7 separate regions of the Mus musculus genome follow, and regions 1, 3, 4, 5, 6 and 7 are each linked to region 2. Evidence: chromatin contacts called from public ChIA-PET, HiChIP or PLAC-seq and promoter capture Hi-C data. All regions are on one chromosome and are shown on one strand. Each heading gives the region's core, a stretch centred on a gene start, on an enhancer-like site or on the middle of the called end of the contact. The rest is flanking DNA. Distances are from core to core; before and after follow the strand shown.

Region 1 (2,700 bases), core at 140-2,639, 440 kb after region 2:
TGGATGGTCCAGAGCCGTGCACTGGGCTTCCCTCTGGAGTCCGGGCGGCAGGCTCCGGGCCCAGGGCTGGAGCATGAAACTTGAGGTTGTACAGGCTACTGATGTCAGTCTGAAGAGCTGGAGGGAGGGAGGCACTGGTGAAGGTCAGTGACCTGCTCTTGCTATATCCCTGCTGGCCATGGGCCGTTCTGGAAGTCACTCACCTTTCAGTTGCTCTAACACTTCTGTCTGCCCGGAAGACACGAGCACTCTCGCCTCCTGCTCCAGCTTGCCCTGGAGGTGTTTCAGGACCTCCTGCGGGCATGGTAGGGAATAGGTCTGTGAGCATCAGGGCTGCCTGGACACACAGACATCTGTCACCCTGGCAGTCCACATGCCTTGAGGACCCCTCCCAAGACATCGGTGCTTTCGTGTCTGTCTTTCTGACCCATGCCCTCCATGCAGGCTCTCACCTTCATTCCAGAAGTCTCTGTCTCAAGCTTGGAGAGATGGCTAGAGTTATCCCTCAGCTCCTGCCTTAAGTGAGTGTTCTCGGCCTTCAGGGCCTCCACCTGGCGCACCAGCTGCTCATATGAGGCCATGGAGCTGGTCATTTTCAACTCCTGCAGTGCCTGGGGGTAAGGGGTCACAACAGTGGGTGCTGGTCATCGGCTCCCTCTCAGAAAGTCCTGGAGCAGAGCCCAGCCCTCCCACCCATCCTGGGTGTGCCCTCGAGGCAGGAATAGTGTCAACCAGTCACCTGGGAACCAGCATTTGAGAGAGACATAGAAACAGGAGGAATTGAACCTGGGAGGCTATTTGATGTGTATAAGGCTAACTGATGGGTGGACAGACAGAAAGACTCTATGATACCTGTACTGACAGCCAGAGAGACACACAGACATCTGTCACCCTGGCAGTCTAAGTCAGCAGGGCCACCTGGAGGCCACCAGGCTCACAGACTGACACAGGAGAAGCTGACTGCAGACAGACAGACAGACAGACAGACAGGAGGGCAGACACACTGGGAAGGAGGGGTCACTAGATAGCCCAGAACACCCTGAAGGCCGAGCAGCCTTGGCTAAGAGAGTGATGGGCAAGAGGAAGGGAGGGCGATGCAGAAGACCCCGACTCACCACAATCCTCCCAGGTGTTTGTGTCCTGGGCCGGGACCCCCTGTGGCCCCACATCCCTCCACTCACGCAAGGGTCCCCAGTGGCTCTGTTCATGGCTCAGCAACCTCCAGCCTGGATACCATGCCTCCCTCAGCTCCGTCACAGCCCCATTCTTTGTGCTTCTGTCTGTCTTTTCTTTCTCTCTCTGTCCGGCCTCCTCCCTCTGTCCAGTTGGCCAGCACCTTCTCCCCCAGCTTGGCTCTCCCTCCAAGGCTATCCTGAGACCTCCACGACTGATCCTCCTTCCGTCTTTGTTCCCTTCCGTCTATGGAAGCCCCCTCCCTCCGCCTTTGTCTGAGGTCCACCAATAGCATCCTCTCGTCCTGAGGCACGGTGGAGTGCGTAACACCATCTCATCCTCTCGGCTGCTCCCTCCTCAGGAGCTTCCTCTCCTTGCCAGCCTTGAGGCTTCATCCCAAACCAACCACACCCCCTCCCCTGCTTAGGTGACACCTGCTCCCCCCACCCCCAACACACATAACCTAATGCTCTTTTTTTCCCTTCTTCTCTGGAAAGCCCCGCCTACCCTGATGTCACCCAGGACATGGGTAGAGGGAAGCAGTGAGTGTCTAGGGTCTCAGCCCCTCATCATTCCATCCCCTCAGAGGACCTGCTGTGGACCTAGCCATGCCTTCTGCTCTCTTCCTAAAACAGCTGTTCCCCCAAAAGGGAAACTGAGGTCCAGGGCTGAGGGGTGGGAAAGAAGAGGGGGAGGAGGAAAGACAGACATAATCAAAATCCAGACCCTGGGATGCTCAGAAGTCCAGGCAGTTAGGCAGGCATGGTGGCGCTCACCCATTGTTTCAGCACTCAGAAGGTGGTGGTAGGAAGATCAAGAATTCAAGCCTAGCTTAGGCTACATATTGGGTTCATGACTAGCCTGGGCTACATATGGCTCTGTCTCAAAAGACCAAAAATTAATACAAACAAAGCAGTCCCCTCTCCACGCCTTCTGCATCCACCTGAAGGGTGAGGAAAATCCTGGCCGGTCCAAGGGCTGACAGAAGGTCCCAAGGGAGACCTACTCATGCTTGTCTTTGGGTAGGATGTTAATCCTACCCAAACCAAATTCGGGGTATCCCAGCTAGGAACAAGGCTCATATCTAATCTAAGCCCTGGTTGGAGCTGAAGTCACCCATGCCCTGCCCAGCCAAAAGAAACAGATGAGGCTCGGCAGGTACGGACATCCATCCCCACATGCCAACCTGTGCCGACGTTCTCAGTCCACATTTGATGCCCTTCTTTAATGTACCCTGTTGTTCGGAATCCACAGGGCTACCAGCCCTCTAGGCTGGGTGCATTCGCATTCGATTCTGCACCCCTCTCACCAGGCCACTCCTCCATCCTCTCCTTGCCTGCTATATACTGAAGTCACACTCCCCTCCAAAAGACGCCATCCTTGCACTATGGCTCCTGATGCCCTCGGGATAAGCCTTGACCCCCACAGGCACACTGGAATTCGCTGGGGACAGAGATGCACTCACTTGTCCTTAGGTTTGCACACGAGGCCACCTTTGACTCCGGTAGCCCCACAACCTACATCGTC
Region 2 (2,700 bases), core at 134-2,633:
TGGTCTTCAGAAGGTCCGGAGTTCAAATCCCAGCAACCACATGGTGGCTCACAACCACCCATAATGAGATCTTATGCCCTCTTCTGGTACGTCTGAAGACAGCTACAGTGTACTTACATGTAATAAATAAGTAAATAAATAAATAAATAAAAGTGTTTGTGCACCAAAAAAAAAAAAATTAGTCCCAAGCCTATTTTGTCTTTCAAGTACAATTACATGCTTGTAACACACGAAAGCTCACTGTGTTCCTTATTTAACGTTTGCAGCCAAAGGAGGGGACACATTCTATGCTTAATGCTAACTTTACTATATCTTTCTGGCAAAACAATCTAAACCATCTCCTTAAACTTTCTTTTTTTTTTTTTAAGATGTATTTATTTATTATATGGAAATATATTGTAGCTGTCTTCAGACACTCCAGAAGAGGGAGTCAGATCTCCTTTACGGATGGTTGTGAGCCACCATGTGATTGCTGGGATTTGAACTCTGGACCTTCGGAAGAGCAGTCGGGTGCTCTTACCCACTGAGCCATCTCACCAGCCCCTCCTTAAACTTTCTATCACCTACCCTAACATCTTAAAACTATTTTAATCAAATAAGAAATTCTATAAAATCATTAATTCATCTATTTTATGAAAGTTCATCTTTATATTAATCTGCAGGAGACTTGCCCAATCGAGTGGGCTGTCTCCCAATAAGCAACCACAGCAGACTCTAGGCAGTGAGGGTCTCCTGGTGCCCATTCACATCGTACTAGATATGGGAGGCATATAACAATGAAAAACATGAGGAGGCACTGCAGCACCAAGAAGTAATCCAGAGACGAACGCCTCCGGGGGGCAGTGCCTCTCTAGGAACATGCATCACAGCTGTGCAAAACGGTGGACCATCTCCAGCAAAGTCACTTGCCCACCACAGTTTCTCCTGTATGGTGTCCACCATCCAAGCCTTGTGCTGGTTTTACAGACAGGGTTTCACAGGCCGGCCGGTTGGATTGCTGGTGTGATTGACTCCTGACACTGATTCCCAAGTCACCACTTAAATTCAGAAAAGGCTGGGCTGGATATATTTGGCCAGGACCTTGCAGAAAAAGCTCCACGTGGAGCTCCGCCCTCCTCTAGCCACGCCCACACCAGATAAGACCACGCCCACTGCTGTCATTTAGCGAGTGGGGAGACCTGCTCTCGATTTTCCCTTAGGGGCGTGGTTAGGACGTCTGTGGAGTTCTTGTTCACCAATGAGGCTGCAAGGCATTGCAGAGGAAGGGGTGGGCTGCTAGGCGTCAAAGGGTGGTGTCTGCTTTCCTATTGGGTGGCGTGTGGTTGTCAAGGAAACTGCAATGTGGGGCTGGGCTTTTCGGTGAGGCGGGGCTTCCGGGAGGCTGAGGCTCTCCGTCAGCTGACCCACCGCCATCTTGGCCGCCATTTGCAGCGGCCCTAAGCTGGGAAGGGTCTGTGGAAGCTGGGGGGGGCGGGCTTACTGGCTACCCCTTCTCCTCAGACTGCTCTCCGGCTACAGCCGTCGCTCTGGCCTCCACGGCGTCCCCTCCGCGGCGGCCGGAAACACAGCGGGGCGGTTGCCTGAGGTGCGGTCGCCGGGTCCCCGCACCTTCTAGGGCCGCGGCAGCGGCGTTTCCCTCGGAGGCCGCAGCCCACGGGCCGCCGCGATGGCCCTCAAGATGGTCAAGGGCAGTATCGACCGCATGTTCGATAAGAACCTGCAGGATCTGGTCCGCGGCATCCGCAACCACAAGGAGGACGAGGTGAGCCGGCGCGGAGCGGGGCTGCCGGGCTTTCCCCCCATTGCCTCTGGCCCGCCGTGGAGCCGTCTTCCTCGACCCCATCGCCTTTCCCGTCCTGCCTGTTCCAGAGCTGCGGCTCTGCACAGCCTCTCCTTCCCCTGGCCTCAGTTTACCCCCAGCAGCTTGAAACAGGCGCTGTCCAAAATGGCTCAGGTGTCTCGTCTGTTGTAACTAGGGGCCACTCCCTGAACCTCCAAATTGTCCACTTGGAGCAGTCCTTGCCCTAAAGGCCTCAGCGTTTTAGGTCTTGAAGTTGGATGCCACTGCTAGAGCCTGAGTTTACCTTCTTGAAGAAGACTTACTTAGGCAAAGGTTCCCCCACTTGAGCTAGTTTCTGGATCCCATATGGAGGAATCGGGGACCCTCACAGAAAAATCCTGTCATAGGTCTACGTGTCTCCCATGGAGAAATCCCCTTGTCAGGAAAGCACAGGCCCGGGTGGCTGTCTTGGGCTTCCTTGGGAACCCTGCCAGGTTTTCCTGCCCCAGATCCCCTGAACTATTAGTGTGTGCAGGACCTAGGGGCATCTTGGAATGGGGAAGCCTGACTTCAAAACTGGAAGCTCAAAGAAGGCAGAAGTCAGGGTGTGGAAGCGATTTTTCCAGAAGTTACACTGAGACTACAAGCGCTGCTTCCTTTCCTCCCCACAGCCTGTGACCTAGATTAAGGAAGAAGTGATAGAGTGACTACTTAGTGCCTGGCTCAGTGGAAAGACGCAGGCCTCCTCCTGGGCTGGAAGGCCATGCTGAAAGAGGGTGCCTGTCCCTAGCTGGGACAGTCATTTCTCTGTAGCCCTCTTCCCTTCTACCCTACCTGGTGTGGTTTGTACCCTCCCTGCTCTCCCTGGCTGTTACTTCAGTTGAAATAGCTGGTTGGCCTGCGTTTTGCTGGGTGTGGAC
Region 3 (2,700 bases), core at 193-2,692, 490 kb before region 2:
GGGTGGTTTCTTAATTAGGGACCAATGTGTGTGGCGCCATCCCTGGGCTCTGGTCCTGGGTTCTATAGGACAGCAGGCTGAGCAAGCCATGGGGAGCAAGCCTGTCAGCAGCGCCCTCCATGGACTCTGCATCAGCTCTGCCTCCAGGTTCCTGCCCTGTGTGAGCTCCTGTCATGGTGATCTGGAAGTGTGAGTCACGCAAATCCTTTCCTCCCAGCTTGCTGTTGACTGGAGCGTTTTCTTTTCTTTTTTTTTTTCTTTTCATCATTTGTATATTTGTGTGTGTTGTGCTACGGCAGTGGACTTGCCTGACTTACAGACCTGGAACTCTGGTCCCCACAGTGACCCTCTCACCAGCTCTTGGCCCGGGTGTGTTATCACTGCAACTGTAACCCTAACCAAGCCACTGAGTGAAGAGGACACTCGTCCCCAGCCGTCAGCCCCCAACTCCTCACACACAGCCAAGCGCCTTCTCTCCACTTGGCACGGACATTATTCATGTGGCCTTTTATTTAGAGACAACATCTCCTTTAGTTCTTCAGCCTGGCCTCATACTCACTGTAGCTCAGGCTAGCCCTGAACTTAGACACACACACACTGCCTCAGCTTCTCTCTTCAAAGATTGGATTGGAAGCCTGTGCCACTTGCCTGTGCTTTACTGACTTCCAAAGACCAGAGGCTCACTTTACCCTGCCTAGCTTAGCCCCCCATCCATTAGACACAGAACCCCAGACCCCATCCTCGTCTGGAGAGCCCCCCATCCATCAGGGACTGAACCCAAATTCATCCCTGTCTAGAGGGTAACCCATCTGTCAGACACCAGAACCCCCAATCCATACTCACCTGGAGGGTCCCCCATTCATCAGGGATTAGAACCCCCAATTCAGGCCCATCTGGAGGGTCCCCCATCCACTAGACATCAGAACCCCAGACTCCATCCCCGTCTCGAGGGTCCTCCATCCATCAGGAACCAGAACTCTGACTCCATCCCTGCCTGGAGGATTCCCCCATACATCAGACACCAAAAACTCCAATTCTATCCATCAGGGGCCAGAACACCCCACCCTATTCCCGCTTGGAAGGTTCCCCAAGGTCTCAGGTCCTCTCTGAGGTCAGTCCCCTCCCCCAACTCTGTCCTCCATCCTCGGTCCCCACCCTACCCATCCAGGTCGGTCCCTCCTAGGCTAGCCCTATCCCCACGGGGTCCCCGCCCCCACCCTGCCTGTCACTCCCCGGACTCCCCGCCCCGCCCTCCCGCGGACCCCAGGGGCCGTCGCCCCGCCTCGGGCCCGCCCCGCTCCCCGTGACTCACGACCGAGTCCCGCGGGGTTGGGGCGCCTCGCCGCCCACGGGGCTCGTTACCTGGACGACGGGTTGGTGCCCTGCGCGAGGCCGGAAGAGCTGCTAGCCGCCATGTCCACGTCCTCCCGGAGCCCACGGGAGTGACGTCAGGGCCTTGCCCCCGACGCACCGCCCCGTGCTCGTTCAAGCCCCGCCCCTGCTCGAACCTGCCATCCCTAGCCCCAGAGAGCCTCAGCCTGTCTCCGCCCACCGGCCAAGCCCCGCCCCCTACGGAGGACGCCTAACTCAGGTGCCTCTATGATGATGAAAGGACATCTTAGGGAAGTCGGTTCTAGACCCGGCCTGCCATCCGCCACGTGGAGTCCCAGGGATCAAGGATCAAACTCCAGTAGTTGGGCTTGGCGGCAAGCCCCATCACCTGCTGATGTACACTGCCACCTTCCTTATCTCTTCTTGGACGCAAGGCAGAGAGCTGGCTGATTCTTGAGAAAGCTTGAGAAATTCCAAGGCTGAGAGAGTGGGTGGGTGGCACGTGACCATCCTTGACCTGAGCATGTGTGGCCTCCAAGGCTTAAGGCTCTAGGTGTGTAGCCCACGTCTTTCTAGAAGGCAGGGGGACTGTGGCAGTTTCTCTTGAGTTACATGTGATCTTTTCCCCTATTATTTATTGCAAGCCCTGTGCCCTTGACTTTTGCCTCTGAGAGTCCAACTTCTGACGTGTTCTAGAAAGGTGCAAACTGATTTATCAGTGCTAAAGGAAACACACAAAATGGAGTAATAGCCCAGAAAATGCAAGGAAACCCAGACACCTATTCCAACATGGATGGATGGCCCTTGAGGACAGCATGTCAGCATGAGTCAGACACAAAAGGACACTCGGACCAGGATCTCACTTCCAGGAGGTTCCTGGAGTCCTCAGACTGACAGACACAGGAAGTAAGATATAAGAAGTAGGGAGGTGATGGGCATAGTGTGGGTAGATGGAAGGTTCTGAAAGTGGGTGGGAGTTATGGCCGCACCGACAGGTGAATGAGCCTCGTGCTCAGTGAGACAGTAGGCACGCATTTCCATGGTGGGAAATGCCTAGAACAAACCTGTTGTCAGGAAGAGAGAGCCTATGTGACCTATACTCACATGTACACTCGTATGAACGTAGGAGATCCGAGAGTACTGACAGTACAGGCAAAGGCCTTGTGGCAGGAAGGAACTTGATGTGCTCACAGGATGTGCAGAAAGAACCTTGGAGATCCACTACTATGTGGGGTCTTATATTAGTTACCAGGAAAGATAAGAAACTGAATGGAGGGGGGTTAAACCCCAAACATTTATTCTCTCACACTTTCAGGGACCAAAGTCTGGGCGATTAGTTCTTTATGGACACTGGGGACATCCTTCTCT
Region 4 (2,700 bases), core at 51-2,550, 300 kb before region 2:
GCTGCTCTCACAGAGAATGCAGGTTTGTTTCACACATTGTAGCTCAGGACCACCTGTGACTCTGACCCAAGGTCATGCAACACTTTCCTCTGACCTCTTTGGGCACCAGAGACACACATGGCACTTAGACATGCAGGCAAAGCATTCATACACATAAAATCAAACCAAATAAATCTTTAAAAAAATAAGTTATTTACTTATTTAGATGGACAATGGTGGCGCATATTTTTTATTCTGAGCACTCTGGGAGGCAGAGGCAGGCATATCTCTGAGTTTGAGGCTAGCCTGGTCTACAGAGTGACTTCTAGGTCAGCCAGAAACCCTGTCTCAAAAACCAAATAAATAAGTGAAAATACGAGAAGCTCATGTCACATACATCAGGGTAGGCTCATGTGTTAGTGTGCTGTGCATGGCTCTTTTGATACAGTGTCTCATTCTGTAGGCCAGTCTTGGAAGACAGAGTACATGGATCTTCTGCCTCAGCCTCCAGAGTGTGCTGGGATGACAGACATACATCACCATGTGTAAAACTATAGTGTTCTGTAAAGCTTTGATCTGCAGTGAATGAAGCGTCTTTGTCATCTTTGTTGTCTAGCACAGTAAAAGCACGGTTTACACAGCATACATATTGTGTGAGGTGCTCTAGATATAGCAGGAGGCCAGGTATGGTGACTCACACCTACAATCCAAGCGCTCGGGAAGCTGATGCAGGAGGATTCTGAGCTTTCTGCATGCCACCCAGCCTGGGCTGCTCAGCAAGACCGTAGCTCAAACAAATGAATGTAAAAATAAGGCATACTGTGTAGTATCTGTAGGCTCTACTCAGGTGCCATGTCACTTCAGGAGACATTTCCTAGGCTGCAGGTATGGGTAGAATGATTACATTGTTAGTAACTGTAGTGATTGAGGGGCACAGTAGACCTCTTGAGCTTGAATTTATTCTGGCTATCAATAGATATTTGGTGGACGCCTGTATCTTCTTAAGCCGCGAGGAAAGACTTCAAGAATGTTCCATTCGCTGTAGGAAATCGCTTCCTGCCAAGCCTCCAGCCACACTCATTCAGTACCACGCGACCCTGGACAGCTCCGGGATGGAGGCCCTACTTCCGGAACTATGTTGCCAAGTAGTGTTTTCTATCGGAATCATTTGGTAGCTGCACTCATGTTTAGAAAGGAGAAAACTGCTTTCCGGAGCCAGTAGGCGTTGCAGAAGGATTGGCAGCAGCATCGACCAATGGACTATGAGTTCTGTCGAGTGGCACTGACAGTGTCCAATAGACGCTGATGTGGGCGGGGCGTAGGTAGCAGCTCGCAGCCCCGGGGGTCTCGGCTGGTCCGCTGCGGCGGGGTCCGGACCGCGGGGCAGTTGGCGGCAGGTGGCACTGGCTGGAGGCCTGAGGAGCTGTCAGAGGTACAAGAGGGGTCAGGGCGTGGCCTGGGCGTGGCGGGCTTGGGGCAGGGCGGAGCCGAGGGCCCTGGCCGACCGTGCCTGCCTGTTCACAGAGTCTTTGCTTCAGTGTGAGGCTGAGTGGAGCACACAGTAGGCGCACAATAAGTGATTAAGGAAAGACTGAGCTTGTCGCCCGCCAGCCCTGCCCCGACTGGCCCGATTTTGAGAGCACCCGAGGTATCCCTACCTGACCCTGTCTTCTAGCATCAATTGGGCGCCTGTTGTATGCACTTTGCCTTGTGTTCACAGCAGTGGAGGGAAGGACTTTAAGGGAGTTATTTTTGTTGTTAATTTTTTAAAAAATTATAGTAATTATGTCCTTTATAATATTCCTCTAGAATATTTTAATTTTAAAGTTTAACTTAATTTTAACCTTATTTATTTCATCCTAATTTTCTTTCGTATTTTATTTTCATTTTTTTTTTTGTTTTTGTTTTTGTTTTTGTTTTTTTTGTTTTTTGAGACAGGGTTTCTCTGTATAGCCCTGGCTGTCCTGGAACTCACTTTGTAGACCAGGCTGGCCTCGAACTCAGAAATCCGCCTGCCTCTGCCTCCCAAGTGCTGGGATTAAAGGCGTGCGCCACCACTGCCCGGCCTATTTTCATTTTTAAAATTTACTTTCCTTCTTTTTTTTTTCGACAAAATTTACTTTTCAAATTTATTTTATGTGTCTGTGTTTATGCACATGTGTGCAGTGCCCAAAGCGGCCAGAAGAGGGGAATAGATAGATCTTTCTAGGCTAGAATGGAACCTTGGTCATCTGCAAAAACAGCCAGTGCTCTCAACTGCTGAGAGTGTCTCTGCTGCTACTATCTTATCTTATTATTTCATTTCTTTATTTATATTTCTTTCCAAGTCAGGGTTTCTCTTTGTAAACCTGGCTGTCCTGGAACTCACTTTGTAGACCAGGCTGGCCTCGAACTCAGTAATCTGCCTGCCTCTGCCTCCCAAGTGCTGGGACTAAAGGCGTGCGCCACCACTGCCCGGCTGTATTTTCTTTTTAAATTTTGTTGTATTACTTTATTCTGAAGTAGGGTCTTCCTCACTGTCCAGGCTGGTCTCAAATGTGTAGCCGTTGTCCCGCCTCACCCTCCTGTGTACTAAGATGATAGTCACATCCCTTCAGACCGTGTATGTGCACACGTGAGGAGCCTAAACTTCCATATCAGTGTCTTCCTTGATCGCTCCCATAATTTAACATTTTACATATATGTGTGTTTTGCTTCTTTTCATGGCTGTGCACCTGTTGG
Region 5 (2,700 bases), core at 122-2,621, 310 kb after region 2:
GCAGCTACACTAGGGATCCTCTTTGCTGCCTGACCTGGACACCCACTGTGCCATGCACCTTTCTGCTGTGTTCATTGGGCTGTGAGCCCCAGTGAGCTGTGAAGACTGAGCAGAAGCTAGGCGCGAGGGACATATTGTCTCTACAACCCTCAGGGAGAGGCAGGGTCTCACTGGACAGCCTTAGCTGGCTGGCTTGCAACTTGCTTTATATAACCGGCTAGCCTCAAACTCAAACAAAGAGCTCCTCCTGCCTCCCAAGAGCTGGGATTAAAGGCATGGGCCACCACACCTGGCCTCATTATGTGTTTTTCTTTTTTAAATTTATTTTATCATATATTATATCCCAATCTCAGTTTACCCTCTCTCCTCTCAGTACCCCTCCCGCCCTCGTTGTTTCGTTGTTCTTTCTTTCTTTCTTTCTTTCTTTCTTTCTTTCTTTCTTTCTTTCTTTCTTTCGAGACAGTGATTCTTGGATAGCCTTGGCTATCCTGGAACTCACTCTGTAGACCAGGATGGCCTTGAACTCACAGAGATCTGCTTGCCTCTGTCTCCCCAGTGCTGGGATTAAAGTGCCGCCACCTCCTGGCATTTTTTATTATATGCACCACGAAACACCTATTTTCAAAAGACGGAAAAGTTGACCAATGTGGAGGTCCTTCAGCAAGAGAGAGAATGATCCATCGTTTCCTAGCCTCTCATTAAGGATCTGATATCCCATCCCGACTTTGATATACCCGCTCGAACACATAACACCCAGAGCCCATCCTAGAAACTCAAATAGAACCCACTTGACGTGGCGGCGCCGGCGGGCATAAGAACCCGAAAATAAAATCTCAAACCCCGCCCTTCCACCGCCTTCCCGTTGAGTTTCTCGCGGCCTCTTGCTCTGAGAATCCCGCCTCTGCTGTAGGGCGGGAACGCAGATGATACTTCGCAATAAATGGTTTGAGTTCTGCCAATCTAACCTCTCCACCTTCCCATTGGTTATTTGTAGCGGTCCTTATCTTTCAATCTAATGGTCCTTCCCGCTTGCGTCAAGGACGCTTCGCTCAGTGCGTGTATACCGCCGCGTAGGAAGATAGTTCCTAAGTCTTTCCCTCGGTTTGATAGAGACTATCTCTGCCGGAAGTACTTTAGTATTAGATACGGGTTGATTCTTGGTGTCATGGTAATCTTTGTGGGTGTTCTGGCAGTGACTGTTGTGAGGTGGTGTATGTTACTATCGCCTCAAGAGGTAGTGGAGGGATCTGTGTATCCGGTCGGGGCGCGGCTGCAGCGACTTAGGGGAGGTGGCTTTTGGCGACAGTGGGCGTGGTCACTTGGGGGCGTGGCTTCCGCGGGCGGCGCGGGGCGGGGTGGGGGGGCGGAACATGTCTCCCGCCGCAGGAAGATGAGGCAGCGCCGGCGGCTGCGGGCGTAGCGGGCCACCGCGGGCCACCGCCGCGCGCCGCCGCCTCTGCTACAGTCCCTTCCCGCGGGGCCTGCTCTGAGAGAAGCTCGAGAGAGACCAGGCGACGCGAACGCGAGTGGGGAGGAGGAAGGACGCGCGACCCCGAGCCCTGCGCGCTCCCGCCGCCCACGCGCGACCCTCGGGGACGCGCCCGCCACCCTTTTGTCCCCGGGGTCCCCGAGGGCGGTGGGCAGCAGGGAGCCCCGGTGCACCCGGTGCATGCCCCCGCCCAGCAGGTGAGCGCACGCGGAGGGGCCCCGGACGCGCGCGTGGGGCTCACGGGGACGCGCGCACGGTGGGGACCCCCCCCCTCTGCTTAGTGCATGAGAAAAAAAAAGTTGCCTCTGGGTCTCTCTCGGGTCCGCGGGGAGGCTAGGGCTGGGGTGAGCCCCCGGGGGAGTGTGCACGCGTCCCCCTTGCACAGGGCCCCGGGCCCGGCGGCGCATTGTTCTCTGTCTTCAACTTTGCGCGCCTGGAGAGGGGGGCGACGTGGAGGGGACGCGCGCACTTGAGAGCAAACTTTGCCCAGGCCTCTTTTGTGACGGTTCTCTGTGGACGGTCACCCAACTTCATCAGATAGGAATTCTCCAACTCGTGGGGATCTTAGGGGAGGTGTTCCCTTTCCATCTGCCCTTAGAGAGGGGGTCCTCCTGATCGGAGCTGGAGTTTGGAGGGAAGAGAGAGGGCCACCTCCTCATTCCATTAGCTAGTGGTTCCACAACTCGTGGTTATCTTAGGGGAGGTGTCCCCTTATCACCCACCTTCACCTCTTCACTTGAGGTGTCCCCTTGATCCTAGTGGAGTTTGGAAGGCTGAGGATTATATCGCACTCCACAATTTAGAGTTCCTAATTCTTGGGGATTTTGTGGGAGGTGTCCCTTTCCAACCCACCCCCACCCAGGGAAGTCTCCAAATCTCCATCCAAACTGGAATTTGGAAGGAAGAGTGAACCCAATATCTTCACCTCGTTAACTTGGGGTTCCCCAACTCCTGGAGATCTTGGAAGACCCCCCCTGCCACTTAAGGATGCCCCCCCCCCGATTTAAACTGGAGTTTGGAGGAAAGAGAGCAAGTCCTTTTGTCTGCTACAAGAAAGGGATCTCTGGGTACAGAGAAGGAGGGGAGACACAGGGACCCCGAGATGGGAACATCTGCTCTGTGTTAATGTGGGGCGCGGCACAGCTCAGGGTTTGGGACACGATGGTGGCCTCTGCGAGCCTCAGAACTTCCAACCTTCCTCCTCCCGCAGT
Region 6 (2,700 bases), core at 20-2,519, 480 kb after region 2:
CCTGGAACTCACTTTGTAGACCAGACTGGCCTCGAACTCAGAAATCCACCTGCCTCTGCTTCCCAAGTGCTGGGATTAAAGGCGTGCGCCATCACCGCCCAGCTCTGGGGTCCTCTTCTAACTCCTGTGAAGGACTCAGCACCTTGAGTTATCTTTTGGGGTCTCCCGACACCAACTTTTCAGTGTTCCCAAATTCCTTTAATTTTATCAGAGGGGGGCGTCTCCCCGACACCCAGGCTCTACTTAGGGTCCCTCTAACATCTGAACTATCCTTTAGTGTCCCTCAGTCTCCTGATTTGATGGTCACCTTAATTCCTGAAATCTGGAGAATCCCACAACCTCCAAAATTATCATTTGAAGACTCCTTGACCCCAAACTCCACTTAGGAAGCTCCAACATCCTGATCTGTTCTTTGTGATCTCCTCATCCCTGCGCTTTTACTAGATAACCCCAGCACCCTAATCTTTCGGGGTACCTCTCAGATCCCCGCGTTATCCCATGCGGTCTCTCTGAGTTGTAATCTATACTTTGGGGTTCCTCGGCACCCATAACCTAATTTATTTGACCTATGTATTCTTTAGGGTGTCTCAGCATCCTTAATCTATTTTACAGGGTTTCCATTACCTGTGATCTAGCTTTTAGAATTCAACTCCCCAGAGCAACTCTATGGGGTCTCTCTGCTCTATAATCTATTCTTTGGAGATCCCTCAGTTTCACCATTCTAATACTTAGGGTTCACAAGGACCCTGGTCCATTTTTGTAATCTCCCTGGTACTTAGAATCTATGAGAGATCTCTCAGCACCCCTAATTATCCTACATTACCTTCCTGACTTCAAGGATCCACTTAAGGGTCTTCAACACCCTGATTTATCATTTCAGGGTCTCTCAGTCCGGTGAGTTATCCTATGGGATGCCCCTGACCCGTGAACCTTCATTTAGGGTTTCTCTGGCTCGTGAGTTATCACCTTGGGTCCCTTCAGTTACCCATGGGCTGCCTTTGGGGCGACCCCCCAGCACCCCGGCTCTCCTCTAAAGTCCCGGCCCGGCCGGTCCGGCACCCCGGCCTCCCTCGCTCTGGGCCTGGCCCGGCTCCACAGCCTCACCCGATTTCGTCGGCGCCCGCGCTGTTCATGGCGCCCCGTCCCGGCCCGCTGCGCCCCGCTCCTCCGGAAGGTCACCGCTCGTCCCTCCCCGCAGCCGCGGCCCGGATCTGCGCAACGGCGGCGGCGCTGAGCCTCCTCCCTCCGCGCCAACGGTCGCTGCGCGTCCCCGCGCCTCCGCGCCTCCGCCCTGCGCACGCCCGGGCGCGCTCCCGCACGGGGCCTCCGGGGGCGGGGCCAGGGGCGCGCCGCGCGTGCGTGCCCGCTTGCGAGAGGGACGCAGAGCTCTGCGCCTGCGCAACACGGACAACCGAGACATGCGTTTCCGCCCTGTCGAATCTAATCCTTCTGGGAAATGCAGTCCTCTGCATTATCTGGCCTTCAGAAGGCGCGCGGAGGGAGACAGCCACGTGCGTGCGTACGCGTGCATGCGGCGCCGGGCGTTCATGGCGCGCGCAGGCGCAGACGCGGGTTCCCCTTTATCCACTCGCGAATCTTGGTCTTGCGTGGGGGCTTGCGAGGGGAAAAAGTCTAAGATGCCCCTCAGAGGCCGGTGCATAAAGCAGGCTGCACGTTCATGCTCTGAACTGTGTCACCTCCCGCTCTTCCTTTTTCGCAGATGATACACTGGGTCACAAAGGCTGACTCACCTGTCCAAGGTCATTCAGTTAAGGCTCGATTGGGTTCAAAGTAAAAATTAACCAAGTTCAATAGTTACTAAGAAAAAGTAAAAACAAAAAAACATTGTCCCTAGTACCACTAACATGGACAGCCACACTCTTACTACTATCTATTGTCTGCAGCTGACTTCTCACTTGGATAATCTGCCTTTCCTCTCATAACCAGTTCCCTGTCTCAAAAAGGTATATAAAGCTGGGCAGTGGTGGCGCACACCTTTAAACCCAGCATTTGGGAGGCAGAGGCAGGTGGATTTCTGAGTTCAAGGCCAGCCTGGTCTACAGAGTGAGTCCCAGGACAGGCAGGGCTACACAGAGAAACCCTGTCTCGAGAAAACAAAACAAACAATAATAATAATAATAATAATAATAATAATAACAACAACAACAACAACAACAACAACATAATAAGTAAGTGAATAAAACGATGTAATGGCTCAGTTTGTTGAGCATCTTTCTAGGCTAAAGAGCTGGGTTCCATCCCCAGACTACTTAAAACAGTCATGGCAGTGCAAACCTGTCATCCCAGCGCTCAGGTTGGAGAGGAAGACTGGGAATTCAAGGTCAGCCTCCCTTGGTCAGCTATATAGTGAACTAGAAGCCAGCTGAGGTACACAAGACTTTCTCAAACAAAAACCAAAACATACATACAAGCAAACAAACAAAGCCTGAAGCAGGGCAGTATTGGTGCACACTTTTAAACCCAGCACTTGGGAGGCAGAGACAGGCTGATCTCTGTGAATTAAGTACAGCTAATATACAGAGTGAGTTCCAGGACAGCCAGGACTACACAGAGAAACCCTGTCTAAAAGGAGAAGGAGAAGGAGAAGAAGAAAAAGAAGAGAAGGAGGAGGAGGAAAAGGAGGAGGAGAAGGAGGAGGAGAAGAAGGAGGAGGAGAAGAAGAAGAAGAAGAAGAAGAAG
Region 7 (2,700 bases), core at 29-2,528, 410 kb after region 2:
TCCTTCTAGGTCTGAGTCCTTATGGCCTTGTAGAGGCCCTCAGGAACCTAGGATGTGCACACCTTCCAGGTCAGAGTTCCCAGAACCTCACGATGCCTGGTATAAGGGTCCATCTTAGAGATGGGATGCTGCAGCTAGGAATGAACTCTCAGGACCTCCCAAACCCCGTAGAAAACCTAAGATGTAAACTCCTTCCAGGGTGAGGGCACCCAAACTTCAAGATGCCCAGTCAGAACTTGGGTCCTGCAACTTATACAGGGATAGGACCCGGGAGCCAAGCCTGCATTCCCAGGGCCTCCTGGAGCTCGTCTAGAACCCATGACATGAGTCCTTTCCAGTGATGGGACCCAGGACCTCATGGTGCCCGTTGGGAACCAAGTGACATGCACCCCTCTCCAGGCTCACCCGCGGCGAGATACCGCTTCTCTACACCGGTCCTTGCTTCGAGCGCCCCGAGCGCTTCGGTGGCCACGTTCTTCTGTTCCAGAAAACGTTCGAAGCGCTGGCGCAGACCGTCCATGGCAGCGGCGGGCGCGGGGCAGGCCACTGAAGCACGCCCGCAACCTCGCGCACCGGCGCCGCCGAGAGCGCACTTTCACCACCCGCCCACCGCCCGGCCCCGCCCCCGGCCCAGTGCTTTCGGCCCCGGACCCTGGCTCCGCCCCCGCCCCCCGGCTCTGGCCAATGGGAGGGCAGGGCGGACAAAGGAGGTGGGGCCTGCCCCGTCTCCCCGGCCGCATGGCCCTCTGGCCAGGGTGAGGGCCGGGGCGGCAGCGAGGAGTCCCGAGGGGGCGGGGCCCCAGGGTGATGGCGTGTTGATTGGTCAAGAGGGTGTGGCACGATAGTGATTGGACAAGCGGTAGATTATTGACGGAGAGCGATTGACGTGGGTGGAGCTAGTTGAGGAACAGATGGGCGGAGCCTGGTAAAGATCAGCGCTGATTGGACAGACCAGAAAGGAGGCGGGACTACACTGGAAAAACGAAGCTGATCACGAAGGAGGGGGCGTGGAGAAAAGTGGGCGGGGCCAAATAAAGGTTGAAGGCACCTGTTACCTTGAACCTGCTCCTAAGGGCAGATGGAGGGGTTGTCCTTGTATAGGTGGAGAAAGTGAGGTTCCCGAAGGCTTAGGTCCCTATGAATGTGTCACTCCTAGTGGAATATTCCCACCCCTCCCAGGTGGGGAGGGGGTGGGGGAGGAAGGAAGCGCAAGGCCCCTTGGGAGTTGACAGCTTCGCGTTGCTATGGTGTCCAGGCTGGGAGTGCTTCCTGAAGCCCCGCCCCCGCCCCGCCCCCCGCTATGCGGCCCTCCCAGACAGAGCTGTGGCTGGGTCTGACTTTGACTTTGGCCCTCCTGGCTGTGAGGTGGGCCTCAGCCCAGGCCCCCATCTATGTCAGCAGCTGGGCAGTGCGGGTGACCAAAGGTTACCAGGAAGCTGAGCGCCTGGCCCGTAAATTTGGCTTCGTCAACCTGGGACAGGTGGGTGGGACGTGGGGTGTGGGTCTGGACAACCTCAGATCTGGACAAATGGGAGGGTGTCCCCAAGACCTCCCCAAATATGTATCTGTGTGCCCCTCCATGTTCAATTTGGGATTCTGTGGCTGTCATATGGACCCCTGGCTGAGGTGTATAAAGTCGTGGAGATCCTATCAAAGGAGCAGGGTCCCAGCTATGCCCCTGTTGTCCGTCGCATTCCCAGATCTTCCCTGACGACCAGTATTTCCATCTGCGGCACCGGGGTGTGGCCCAGCAGTCCCTGACTCCACACTGGGGCCATCGTCTACGACTGAAGAAAGATCCCAAGGTGAGAGTGCTCGTGGATGCTGTGTCCCAACCAGTAGCCTTCTGTCACCGTTCCTGCTATGAGTGGCCTGTGTGAAGTGGGGCCTAGTTGGGGAAGCCATGTGTGAGCTAGGCGCATATGTAACACAACTTAATATCCAGGGGGACTCAGATAAACCCTTGCCCTGTTGTCCTGAATGGAAGGTCTCATGCACTGGTCCTTTCCCCCCCTGCAAGCCACAGGATGTAGGGAAGGGAACCGGTCCATTTCAGCACACAGGGGAGCTGGAGTCGGTGAGTGTGCAGAACCAGGGGCAGAGCCCAAGTTTTTGGTGCTTCTGTAGGTGTCCTGTCCACATTAGGCCAGTCTGCCACTGGGAACAACTCTTAGATGGCAGTCAAAAAACAGGCATGGAGGTGTGGTATGAGCCATAGAGGGTTACAGGATACGTTAGAGAGGGGATCACCTGCACTGGGACCTATCTTAGCTATTGCTATGACAAATACCATGACCAAAGCAACTTCCAGAAGGAAGACTTTATTGGAGCTTATTGGACTCAGAGGGTGAGGCCATGGCCAGTATGTCAGGGAGCATAGCAGGAGGGGTCAAGGTGGTGCTGATAGTTCACAAGGGGAAGGGAGAGCTAGCTGGAAAGGACATGGGCTTCTGAAACCTCCAAGCCCACCACCCACCTCCCAGTGATAGCGATAGACCTTCTTAAACAGGTTCACCTACTGGGAACCCAGCCAAGTATAAAAGGTAGGGGCCATTCTCATTCAAACCACCACAGGGACTCAGTGTCTTTAGAAGCCAAGCCTCTGAAGGAAGAGAATGAAGATAAATAGAAGTGGATAGATGGACAGAGATGGTCACCCAGAAGAACATGGCTCCTGAGAGAGACTAAGATGGGGTGTAA

The links. ChIA-PET counts read pairs in DNA pulled down with a chosen protein or histone mark. HiChIP or PLAC-seq counts read pairs in DNA pulled down with a chosen protein or histone mark. Capture Hi-C pulls out chosen DNA fragments and counts their contacts.
Region 1: a contact with region 2 is called in a promoter capture Hi-C map of liver. The contact joins the promoter of Apc2 here to the promoter of Ap3d1 in region 2. A contact is called at or near these places in 3 of 39 promoter capture datasets (hematopoietic stem and progenitor cells, neural stem cells and pre-B cells), 2 of 484 Hi-C or Micro-C datasets (both in embryonic stem cells) and 2 of 9 other capture datasets (liver and macrophages).
Region 3: a contact with region 2 is called in an RNA polymerase II ChIA-PET map of memory CD8 T cells, with 5 read pairs. The contact joins the promoter of Zfr2 here to the promoter of Ap3d1 in region 2. A contact is called at or near these places in 4 of 39 promoter capture datasets (the SN4741 cell line, liver and pre-B cells), 1 of 484 Hi-C or Micro-C datasets (embryonic stem cells) and 1 of 115 datasets of contacts at active chromatin or transcription factors (memory CD8 T cells).
Region 4: a contact with region 2 is called in a promoter capture Hi-C map of adipose tissue. The contact joins the promoter of Slc39a3 here to the promoter of Ap3d1 in region 2. A contact is called at or near these places in 21 of 39 promoter capture datasets (the 3T3-L1 cell line, 3T3-L1-derived adipocytes, the C10 cell line and 13 more), 3 of 484 Hi-C or Micro-C datasets (embryonic stem cells, muscle stem cells and palatal mesenchyme), 9 of 115 datasets of contacts at active chromatin or transcription factors (bone marrow-derived macrophages, cardiomyocytes, embryonic basal ganglia and 6 more) and 5 of 9 other capture datasets (adipose tissue, embryonic stem cells, liver and 2 more).
Region 5: a contact with region 2 is called in an H3K27ac HiChIP or PLAC-seq map of embryonic stem cells, with 15 read pairs. The contact joins the promoter of Tcf3 here to the promoter of Ap3d1 in region 2. A contact is called at or near these places in 2 of 39 promoter capture datasets (the C10 cell line and erythroid cells), 2 of 15 datasets of contacts at CTCF or cohesin (the NIH/3T3 cell line and large pre-B cells), 6 of 484 Hi-C or Micro-C datasets (CD8 T cells, the G1E-ER4 cell line, the N1E-115 cell line and 1 more), 11 of 115 datasets of contacts at active chromatin or transcription factors (bone marrow-derived macrophages, differentiating embryonic stem cells, effector CD8 T cells and 6 more) and 2 of 9 other capture datasets (adipose tissue and pancreatic islet).
Region 6: a contact with region 2 is called in a promoter capture Hi-C map of liver. The contact joins the promoter of Dazap1 here to the promoter of Ap3d1 in region 2. A contact is called at or near these places in 3 of 39 promoter capture datasets (liver, neural stem cells and pre-B cells), 1 of 484 Hi-C or Micro-C datasets (B cells), 3 of 115 datasets of contacts at active chromatin or transcription factors (astrocytes, large pre-B cells and pancreatic cancer cells) and 4 of 9 other capture datasets (adipose tissue, liver, macrophages and 1 more).
Region 7: a contact with region 2 is called in an H3K27ac HiChIP or PLAC-seq map of microglia, with 4 times the contacts expected there. The contact joins the promoter of Pcsk4 here to the promoter of Ap3d1 in region 2. A contact is called at or near these places in 1 of 39 promoter capture datasets (liver) and 3 of 115 datasets of contacts at active chromatin or transcription factors (astrocytes, microglia and pancreatic cancer cells).

What each region holds. Positions count from the first base shown.
Region 1 is chr10:80,299,731-80,302,430 of GRCm38.p6, reverse strand. Apc2 (APC regulator of WNT signaling pathway 2) reads right to left here and starts at 1,389. Exons shown (of 15, transcript NM_001372241.1): 1 at 1,116-1,389; 2 at 453-611; 3 at 204-294; 4 at 1-117. The coding sequence starts at 1,208.
Region 2 is chr10:80,740,958-80,743,657 of GRCm38.p6, reverse strand. Ap3d1 (adaptor-related protein complex 3, delta 1 subunit) reads left to right here and starts at 1,383. Exons shown (of 31, transcript NM_007460.2): 1 at 1,383-1,762. The coding sequence starts at 1,667.
Region 3 is chr10:81,231,905-81,234,604 of GRCm38.p6, reverse strand. It overlaps Zfr2 (zinc finger RNA binding protein 2), which reads right to left and starts at 1,442. Exons shown (of 18, transcript NM_001034895.3): 1 at 1,363-1,442. The coding sequence starts at 1,415.
Region 4 is chr10:81,035,915-81,038,614 of GRCm38.p6, reverse strand. It overlaps Slc39a3 (solute carrier family 39 (zinc transporter), member 3), which reads left to right and starts at 1,300. Exons shown (of 4, transcript NM_001358898.2): 1 at 1,300-1,411.
Region 5 is chr10:80,432,306-80,435,005 of GRCm38.p6, reverse strand. Tcf3 (transcription factor 3) reads left to right here and starts at 1,371. Exons shown (of 19, transcript NM_001164149.2): 1 at 1,371-1,686.
Region 6 is chr10:80,263,583-80,266,282 of GRCm38.p6, reverse strand. It overlaps Dazap1 (DAZ associated protein 1), which reads right to left and starts at 1,269. Exons shown (of 12, transcript NM_133188.3): 1 at 1,105-1,269. The coding sequence starts at 1,133.
Region 7 is chr10:80,328,051-80,330,750 of GRCm38.p6, reverse strand. Pcsk4 (proprotein convertase subtilisin/kexin type 4) reads left to right here and starts at 1,278. Exons shown (of 15, transcript NM_008793.2): 1 at 1,278-1,480; 2 at 1,701-1,805. The coding sequence starts at 1,301. Reep6 (receptor accessory protein 6) reads right to left here and starts at 606. Exons shown (of 5, transcript NM_001204931.1): 1 at 406-606. The coding sequence starts at 520. It overlaps Gm51809 (a long non-coding RNA gene), which reads left to right. Exons shown (of 3, transcript XR_003949017.1): 3 at 259-292.